2 separate regions of the Gossypium arboreum genome follow, and region 1 is linked to region 2. Evidence: chromatin contacts called from public Hi-C data. All regions are on one chromosome and are shown on one strand. Each heading gives the region's core, a stretch centred on a gene start, on an enhancer-like site or on the middle of the called end of the contact. The rest is flanking DNA. Distances are from core to core; before and after follow the strand shown.

The links. Hi-C and Micro-C count contacts between places; a contact is called where the count stands out from the background.
Region 1: a Hi-C map of leaf shows a contact between it and region 2, with 4 times the contacts expected there. The contact joins the promoter of LOC108466585 here to the promoter of LOC108466766 in region 2. A contact is called at or near these places in 2 of 5 Hi-C or Micro-C datasets (both in leaf).

What each region holds. Positions count from the first base shown.
Region 1 is chr2:68,319,227-68,324,401 of ASM2569848v2, forward strand. It overlaps LOC108466585 (actin-interacting protein 1-2), which reads right to left and starts at 1,722. Exons shown (of 7, transcript XM_053024967.1): 1 at 1,173-1,722; 2 at 862-1,023; 3 at 1-119. The coding sequence starts at 1,711.
Region 2 is chr2:68,154,538-68,159,832 of ASM2569848v2, forward strand. It overlaps LOC108466766, which reads right to left and starts at 1,685. Exons shown (of 1, transcript XM_017767135.2): 1 at 1,230-1,685. The coding sequence starts at 1,685. The coding sequence ends at 1,230.

The DNA.
Region 1 (5,175 bases), core at 472-2,971, 160 kb after region 2:
GCCCCATTGTTTCGCCAGTCTTTGCATCATATATTATACCCTTCTTATCTGAGCTTACGCTAATTAGTTTGCTGCCATCTGGGGAAAATCTAATGCAGTTGACAAAATTTGCATGCTCCCTGCACATCATAAAACAATTCCTTGAATAACCCTAAAACTAACATAAATCTTAAGAACCAGTGGAATACTATTTTCCTAATGAAACTCATACTTTCCTAAGCAGTTGTGAAGTTAGACTGTTAAAGAAGTTAGCTGTTAAAAAGCTGTTAAAGAAGTTGGTTTGTTGAACAGATTAGCAGCTTTAATATCTTGTCTATAAATATAGACTCTTGTGTAGTTGGAAAGATAAGAGCAAGAAATACTCTTTTCATTTTTGTTAGTCTCTATTAAAATCAAACAGTGCACACTTTTCAGTTTAGGCAAATCTTAAGATTGAGTAGAAGATTATTCTCGAAATGAAGCGTTAAATAGTTATAACAAGTAGCAATGCATGTATCTGATTGATGCGGGTACTGAAAATGCATCTTTATTTACATCATTGACAAATTTAATTTATGTTCCTGAGACACCCCGGCCATAGCTTTTGTGACCGCCATAAAACATGCATGAACATATGAATAATGAAAGCAAGAACAAACCATCAATGAAATGTCTTCCTCACTAAGACCAAGGCATTCTACTTGAGAAATTTAGGGTTCGTCTGATTAGTTATTTTATTTTTTGTTTATCATTATTGTTCTCATATTTTTAATTGCTACTTTTGATTACTCATTTTCCACTAAGGGAAACGAAAAAGTAAAAATATCAGGTAAATGTAACGCCTAATAAATGATAAGAGCAATTGAAAACAGTATTATCTACCTGTGAGATAACTTGAACTTAAAGGGTGGACCTTCATAAAAATTCACCAAGAAATCTTCTCCACAACTTGCAATTCGAAATGGCCTCGTCGGTTTAAAATGACAGCTTAGCACCCTCTTCGAGTGGCCATCAAAGTCCCCCACTGTTGACCCCGAATCCCACCTTTAAATTCAACATCACAGAAACTCTAATAAAAATCTAACTATTTTCATATTCTCTTGATTTTACTCAAGCGACAGTCTTAGATTATGAAACAGAAATTGTACTATAAAAAAGAGAGGAATAGAAGAGGTAGAATAAGGAGTACTGACATAAAAGCGCGAACAAAGGACTTTCCTTTGCCATCGCCACAGGCAACGATCCTTAAGCCATCAGGGGACCACTGTAGATCATCGATCCGACCGGAAAGGACCTTGAACTCATTCTTCAAAACGAAGTCGTTATGAGTACCCCAGATTCGTATAATTCCAGAGACGTCAGCGGAGGCAATCCACTCGCCGTTGGGGGAGTAACGAGCGACAGTGACGGGATAGCTGTGATCTCCATAAACGGCGACGTGAAGAGGGCGGTCAAGGTAACGAATGAAAACGGATCTTGCGTTGCAGTAAAGGATGGAGTTGGTTTTGGGATCGCCGGAGATTAGAATTCCACGGCCTCGTTCCGTGGAAGGGGCGCAGGCATAGGTTTCAATGAGAGCCATTTGTGTGTGTGTGTGTGTGTGTGTGTGTGTGTGTGTGTGATTGGCAAAGAGACTGTTTTGGAGGATTTTAGTTGGAAGGAAAAGTGCGGGAATTGAGGTGGGAGCTTTTTGAACGAGTTGGTCGCTGATTTTGTTGTTTTTTTTAGACATTTGCTTCACTTCATCGTACGAAGTTGCCATTTTTAGTGTTTACATAATTCCTCGGTTTTTTTTATTTTTTATTTTAACTCCGAAAATATATATTATTTAGAATTTTTATTTTTAATTTGTATATGATTTTGGGTAAACTATGTAGTTGGTCATTCCATTTTTGTAAAATTTTATTTTGACATAGAAAACAAAAAGTTTGCAATACGGACATTGTTGGGCTTTTTTATCTATATATTATAAAATTAAAAAAATACTTAAATGGTATGTCAGATAGATTATTTATCAAAATGGTACATCCAAGCAAGTGGAGGGTGCTGCATAGGAGGCACCACCTTAAAAATCAGACATGTTTGACTGAAAACAAAAAATATTTTAATAGTGGTGCCTACTTGATAGGCATCACCACATTTGTACCGGAATAGTATAGAACCCGTATTTTTATACGGATGTAATGCAGGGGTATGGTGCCTATCTAATAGGAGGCACTAGTACCAAATTCCCCCCACCCAATTCGGTTCAATACTAAATATCTGTTAAAAAAATAGCAGAACATAAGGAAGAAGAAGGGGAGAAGAAAGAAAAAAAGAAAAGAGAAGAAAGAAAGAAAGAAAATGCATTTTATTTTTATTGTTATTTTCAAATAGAATAGATTATGATGAGAAAAAATATTTTGTTAGTATTATATAGTTTTTTAGTGTTATTTTTATGTTTTGCTTTAAAGTTATTTTGTTTATTGTGATTTGTTAGATTATAAATGTAAATTTATATTAATTTTTAAGTTATTTTGTTAGTAAATTTTGTGTTTAGATTAATTATTTGTTTAAGGTTTATTGTGATTTGTTATGTTATGAATGTTATGTTTTAAAATTTTTAATATATTTGAAAGTTATTTTGTTAGTAAGTACAAAGGGAGAAAATTGATAAGATGATGAGAGAATTGCAAGATTACAGAATGAAACTAGAAGAAGACATCATTCAACACCATATTATCGTAAATCAAAAGGTGCAAGAAGTGTTATGGAATGGTCATGAACTGATTAGAAAGAATAAAGTGCAATACTTAACCCTTAGAGGGACATTAATAGAATGGAAGCATCAAATAATTTTAGACCAACTTTGGAAGACATTAGTTCTACGAACCTATTGGAATCTCTTATGGAGCAAGGAAAATAGCGAGACAAAATGTAGGTTCACAAAAGTTGACTGAGAAGCAAAATGTGTTTGACATACCATGGATGGATAAATTAGTTGTTAGGAAATTACCAAGAGAATTTTTAAATTCAATACCCGTTATAAAGATTGAAGAGGAAGAGATCCTAAGGAATTTCCAAATTGGATTGTAGAAGATGAATTAAAGAGAATTCAAAATTTAATATACAGAATTTCTTAAAGGAGGATACAAGATCGGAGATGGAAGAAAACGTAAAATGAATATAAGTGGTTAAATGTAAAGATAAATGTCGTTCATATACAAAACGTGAACTAAAAAAGTTTGAGCTTATGAATGAAAAAATTGCATATTGATATAATTTTGGTCTCTTTTTATTCATTAAATTTTTTATGTAAGTATTTTTTTTATTGTTTGAAATTGTTTTGAGAATTTTTATTTATTTTTTAACAGGTTGAGTATTGAAGATGGATAATCAATTTTTCGTATGCGTTTATTTCGATTGAACAATCTTGACAACAACCGTTGGATGTATATTTGAATGTCGCCAACAAATAGCAATGAGATTTAATAGAAATGTCTCGTTCAATGATATGAAGGAAAAGATTAGTGCAAAAATTGTTAGATGTTGTGAGAGAAGGATTTCGAAACTTTTCTTCAAGTTTCCAGTTTCAACAGATCCCATTAGATTCACCAAAATGAAACTTGTAGACGATGAAAATATGGAGACAACGATCGCTCTTTATTGTGGGAATCAGAGTGACCAAAATGCACCAATTCAGTTATTTGCTGAGTTAGCTGGTGTGGAGCCAACTGAAGATCTCATTGCATTAGGTGAAGAACTTAGAGCTCAAGAACCTTGTATGGTGGCTCTAATATCATAAGTTGATAGTCAATCAACTATACGCGGGATCGATATTGATGTTAATGTTGCACCTGATATTGATGTGGTTGGTGATGATAGATACGACAATAGTGATCCTTGTAATCATGAGTTCGATAGTGATAGTGATCCCGATGTGGACGGGGTCCCTAATGATATTTACAACGAAGACATGAATGAAAATGAAAATATTAACGTGTCTTCAGCTGGGAACCCTATTCGATGTATTGTAATACACAATAATCCTAGGGCACACATGTCGCTCATAGACCCCAACGCGGCGCACGTAGCCAAGTTCCTAGAGTACCCTAAAATACTACCTATTCATCTCTTGACCGTATATTCCGATCCTGAGGAGTTATTCGTGGGCCAGAGATTCAAAAGTAAGGAAAAATGCTTATTTGCTATTAAGCAGTATAGCATGAATATATCAGTGGACTACAAATTCGCAGTGTCTAAATCGACATTATATATTGGGGAGTGTTGGAAGTCGACGGAAGGCTGCAATTGATGGGTACGAGCCGTATTTATTCAAAAACTGTAGATATAGGAGATATGAAAATTTGTTGGGCCTCACACATGCACGTCAACACGTATGATAGAAGATAATCAAAAACTTGATTCTAAAACTATCTGTACGTGTATCATGCCAATAGTGAAGGACATGCCAATCATTAAAGTTTCGGTACTGATTGCTAAAATGCAGGCACGATTCCAATATTGAGTATCATACCGAAAGGCGTGGATAGCTAAACAAATGTCAATAGAGTAATTGTACGGGGATTTCGATACGTCGTACAATGAGTTACAAGGATAGATAGCCGCTATACAGGAGTACGTGCTAGGAACTGTCATTGAGTTACAGACACGACCTTATTACAGCCCAGATAACCAACTACAATCGGGAAAAAGAATTTTCCATCGGATGTTCTAGACGTTTGATCCATAAGTGCACGCATTTCCCCACTACAAGCAAGTAGATGAGACCTAGCTATACGGAAAATATACATAGATCCTACTTCTTGCAGTTGCTCAAGACGGGAACAAGAACGTGCTCCCGATAGAATTTACCATCGTAGATAAAGAGAATATGGAATAGTGGAAATTCTTCCTTACAAACCTACGGAGGTATGTTATTAGCAATGATTATAGTTGCATCATCTCCAATAGAGGGAAATGATTAATTGCCGCCATTAGATGTTCCGGTGTGCCACAGAGATCCCTTTACTGCATCTGGCACATAGCGGCTAACTTCTATAGAGATTATAATAATGCAAACTGGCAGAGACAAGTTGTGAGAATGGGTAAAGGATAACCTCATCTTTTCAATATGAGTTTTAATGTTTTAGGGAAATACTATAACTTATCTTTTCTTAATACAAATACAGCGCACGAGTTAGAGCTACACATTTT
Region 2 (5,295 bases), core at 435-2,934:
TTTACTATTTGTCATGCTTTAAAGCGCCCGACTACATTTATGCGCAAATTGATTAAAGTTTCTAAAGACTTCTAGTGGTAGCATAGTGATGAAAAATCATTGAAATAATTGGGAAGCTCTTACTCCACCTAAATCACATGGAAGCTTGAGTTTTAGACGAGTTGCTAATATGAAGCAAGCCTTCCTAGCCAAGTTGTCTTGGAAATTACTTGATAAGAAAAGCTAGCTCCAAACCAAAACGCTTGGGAAAAAAAAAAGCAAAGCATTCTCCATAGGGGAGGCAAGGCTTTTGGGTCAGAATCATTGGTCTTCTTCACATGGGTTTGATTCTTGGGCTTTATGTTTGAGTATTTAAGCTTTGGGCTAAATATATAAATTGTTTGATATAAATAAAAATTCTGGAGTTGAAAATTAGTGATTGACCCATTTTATAGGTTCGATTGAATAGGTAGTTTCTTTTTTTGGTACGAGGTCTAGATTTGAGCTACAAAACTTACAACTCCGTCTAAATTACTATTTAATTAATACCCAGAAAAAAACACAAATCAAGATAAGTAATAAAAAAAATAGCATCACCGACTCCGGCCCAAGTTCCAAGGATTGAGGTCAATTACTCTATCAAATCATTTGTCGGTCACACTCACATCTCTCATCCCGTCTTCAACTTTGCCATCAATTAAACTACTCATTTATCTCGGTCTCGGATGCCTCAGACAGCTTTAAATTTATCACATATGCATAAAACCTCACTCTCAAATTACTTGGATTCCAATTTTAATATATTTTGTCCACGCACATTGGTCAAAATATAATTAGACGTTAAAATTTAAATAAAAATTATAGTATAATGTTGCAAAAGTTGCTACTAATATTCAATTTAAATATCAATATCGCTTTCGTTAAAACAAAGATTTAATTTGAAAAATTAAAAGACTAAAATAATAAGGAAAATTTTCTTTTTACGAAAGTTCTTTTATAAAATATGATTATACATGTATGCATGAACAACTATAAAATAAAATCATACTAATATATAATTTAAATTGATGAATAATTAAAATATAATACAACAAAACCCATACATATAAAATAAAATTTGAACTCACTAAATTTAACTAGAGTGCTCAATATCTTAAAACTCTAATAATTATAATAAGATGAACCACTGTAAGAAGAGTATGAAGATTGCAACATTTTGAATTAGAAGTAACAAATTTAGATGTATATGATCATAGGGAATTAGGGATAAGATGAAAGAGAAGTGCGGCGATTGAAGTTGGTAAGGTAAAGAGAAGAAGAAGAGCCATCCCCAAAGCAACGGCAGGCCTGGTTTCCATGAGCTTGGATTGCAAGCTCCCCACAGCTTGGTAAACATCGAGGTCGTACTTTTCTTTCTTGTATTGTTTCTCCCACTCCATCCAATGCTGGGGAGGCTCATAACTCTTCTCCACCCTCTGCATCTCCTGAATTCGCTTTCTCAACACTATCATGCTCTCATCCACTAGCTTCCCGTCGAAATTGTGACTAGATGGCCCTGATGATCTTTTTGAAGCCATTACTTTGACATTTGCCGTCTTTGCCCCTCCCAAACCCTTTCTCCCGCCTATTAGGTCGCTGGAGAAGCGATGTTGTGGTGGAGGAGCTGAAGCTGAGGACTTAGAAAGACAAGAAGTAGTAGCTTGCATGGTTTTTGGACGTGAAGTTATCTCTGGAATAAGTGGCGCAATGATTTTGGGAAGAAAAAAACTAAAGAGTATTTATAGAGGAAAGATGATGGTGAAGGACCGTTATTGAGTCAAAATCCTGGAATTTAGAGATTGATTTGGAAGAAAGGTAAGATAACGTGTGGGACACTCGATTTTTAATTGGAAGATTCTGTAGTAAGAAATGGGAATGTACGTGCGTAGCCTGTGGGGGCGGCGCCAATCACACCGCGTCCACTTGTATCTTCATCATTTTCATGCAATTTTTAATCCCTCTCTCTTACACCTACTCTTCCTGCCCTTTTATATTTAATTCCTTTATTCACCTTTTTCTTTTAACATTAAATATAAAATTAATACCTAATTTTTTCCACTTCTTTCGTATTAGTATTTATAGTTTTTTTTTTCAAATTACTACTTAGATATCGATTTAGGTGATGGAACAAAATTCAAATACTAATTTGAGATAAAAAAATTACAGGTATTAATTTAAAAAACTGAATAAATTTAAATACTAATTTTATATTTAACCTCTAATATTATAATGATAACAGATTCGTCATTTCATATTTTTATATATTTTAAATAATTAAAAATATAAATCTAAAACAAATAGTAGTAATGAACGTATCTAACATCCATTTTACTCTTGAGAACCGCAGGATACTTTTTATATTTAATTTATTTTGTATTATGAACAAATACCCATCTATTAATTATGAGTAAATATTAATCGAAATTTTTAAACATATTATATTTAAAATATATAAAAATAAATAAAAAATTTATCGTACAGGTATGCTTGTAAAAATTATGTATTTAGAAGACAATTATACATTTAAAAATAACATATAATAAATAATGAAATGTAGTGTTCAAAATTAATATTAACCATATGTCATATGTATGAAATTAAAATAAAAAAGTTTAAATTGTGATTAAAATTAAATTTAAATAAGTAAATACGTCATATTAATAATATTAAATGCACTCCAATTATTTATCATGATATTATCAATTTTTATAGCACGTAAAAAGTTATGTTGATGAGAAGAAAATTCAATATTAAAAATCTAATTATAAATAATTAAAGGCTTAATTGAACAATAATTCAACAGATTTGATTGACTAGAGTATAACAAAAAAAAAAAAGAAAAGAAAAGAAAAGAATCTATTGAAATATCAACGAATTTCTATTTTATACACGAGCAATATTCAAATAGAATTCAAAGAAAATGGATGCGATAAGACAGAAAAAACAGACGGTGCGTAAATGTAACTCGTTGTTTAAAGAACTATTCAGAGTTCCTAGAGCTCCTTGTAAAGCTTGTTGGAAAACCCGTTGTCGGACTTGATTAATCGCTCTTTGTTGTTCAAAATAAATGGTTTCATTTTTGTAATTTTCTAATTGTTCCAAAATCTTATAAGTTGAATTAATCAAATTCAATTTTTCTTGTCTATCTTAGAGTATCCATTCCCTCGAAACTGATCCGCCTCCAATAAGAGGCCCTTAAACTATACTCTTTATTTGAATTAGATTCTTTTTTCTTTTGGTTAAGTCAGGTATATAACTAATGTTACCCTTCTCATTAAATCCGTTAAAAAAAATCTTTGCAACCAATCAAGAAGTGGCACGTGTCTTTAAAAATATAATTTATATTAATTTGACTAGAAATTTGAAAAAGTTAAATAAAAATATATTAGTATTATTTAAAATAAAAATTATCCCCCTCTCCTTCCCTCCCTCCCTCTCTTCCCCCAGCCAGCCTATTTTCATGTTTGTTTATTTATTTTTAAGTTTTTTAATGTTTGGTTCGTGATCGTTAAAAGTTTTAAAATAATGTTTGTGGTCATTTATATAATAATTTGTGTTTCTTCCTGTAAGTTAATTGAAAAGTTTATGAACATATAATTGAACACATTTACAAATGATATTAATGAATAATAAACTAACAAACAATAAATAAACATACATATTATCTTTTAGATATAAAATAATTAAATATGAATATTAATAATTTTAATATAAATAGAATAAGCACTTGAAACTATAATAATATTATTAATTATACGATAACTGAATAGTAAATGAGTTTTAAATACACTTAAAATAATTTATTAAATGAGATTTAAGTGAACATCAACGTGTTTGTTTATGAACAAACAAACCAACCAAACTTTGTTTACATTCGGTTCACTTAATAAACAAGCTTAAACGTCAAATGAGTCTTAGCTCGATTGGCATAGGCATTGTTGCTAATGTAGGAGTGTTAAGGAAAAAAACTATTGTGGTAGTTAACAGTTTAAAACAGTTAGTAGTTAGCAGTAATAGTTATGGTAGTTAAGGTTGTTGTAACTAGTCTTGGTAGCTTGTGTATATATACCAGAGTTTGATATCTGGTTTAATATCAATAAAAGATTATTTTTCAGTCAACATGAATAGTTTTCATGAATCTCAACATGGTATCTAAGCCTTAAAAATTTATTTTTAGTGTTCTCTCATGGCAACAGAGGTCGTTTCTGGTGATGATGATGAAAATCGACAGTGCATCAACTCAAGTGTTCCAGCAGGTGGTTCTTCTCCTAGTTCGACTCCTGGTGTTTTGAAAAAGATTCAACAATTTCCTAAACATGACACTGTAAAACTTGGAGAGCACAATTTTCGTTTATGGAAACAATAAGTTTTGTTGATCCTTAAAGGCTATGGGCTGTATAGTTTTATTCTTGGCATTGTTAGTGTTCCTCCACAGTCGATTGTTGATAGCAATGGTAATCTTATCCCCAATCCTCACTTCTTGTTTCATAAACAACAAGATAAATTGTTAGCTTCCTGGCTTTTGTCCACCATTTGTGATGATGTTCTTGTTCATCTCACTGATGCTCGATCTAGCTTTGATGTATGGAGTACTGTTGTTATTCGCTTTGCTTCTAAGTCTACTCTGACGATTTCTACTTTGAGACATTCCCTTTATTCTAAAAAAAAAGGTCAGCTGACCATTAAAGAATATCTGGCCAAGATTAAAAATCTGTGTGACACTCTTGTGGCTGCTGGTAGTGTTCTTTCTGAGCAAGAATAAATTAGTATCATTCTTGCAAGCTTGCCAGTGGAGTCTGAGTCAATTCGTATTGTAGCATCTGTAATGAGTATTCCTCTTGAACTTCTTATTGAAATGCTAACTGATTGTGAAACCCGACAACCAGATCTAGTTTCTACCATGTCTTTACAAGTTAATGTTGTTCAGTATCATGATTCTGGTGGTAGTAGTTGCGGTCAGTCTGATAGGAGTATCAGGCCACACTACAGGGGCAATGGTAGATCATCTCGCGGAAGAGGTCGAGGTAGGAAATTTGTGCATAATAAGCCTCAATGTCAACTTTGTGGACGCATTGGTTATACTGTCCAGCGGTGTTATTTATCAGTTCGATGAGACTTTTAAAGGAATTTCTAACCAGTCCATGCAGGTACATTTTCATCAGTTCTAAAATCTTTCTTCTTGTGGTCATCCTTGTTGCTTTTAGAAAGGTTCTGCACAAGACGCTGGTCTGCAAGCTAATCAGGTTTCTATTAAAGGGCAGTTTTCTTCGAGTTCCT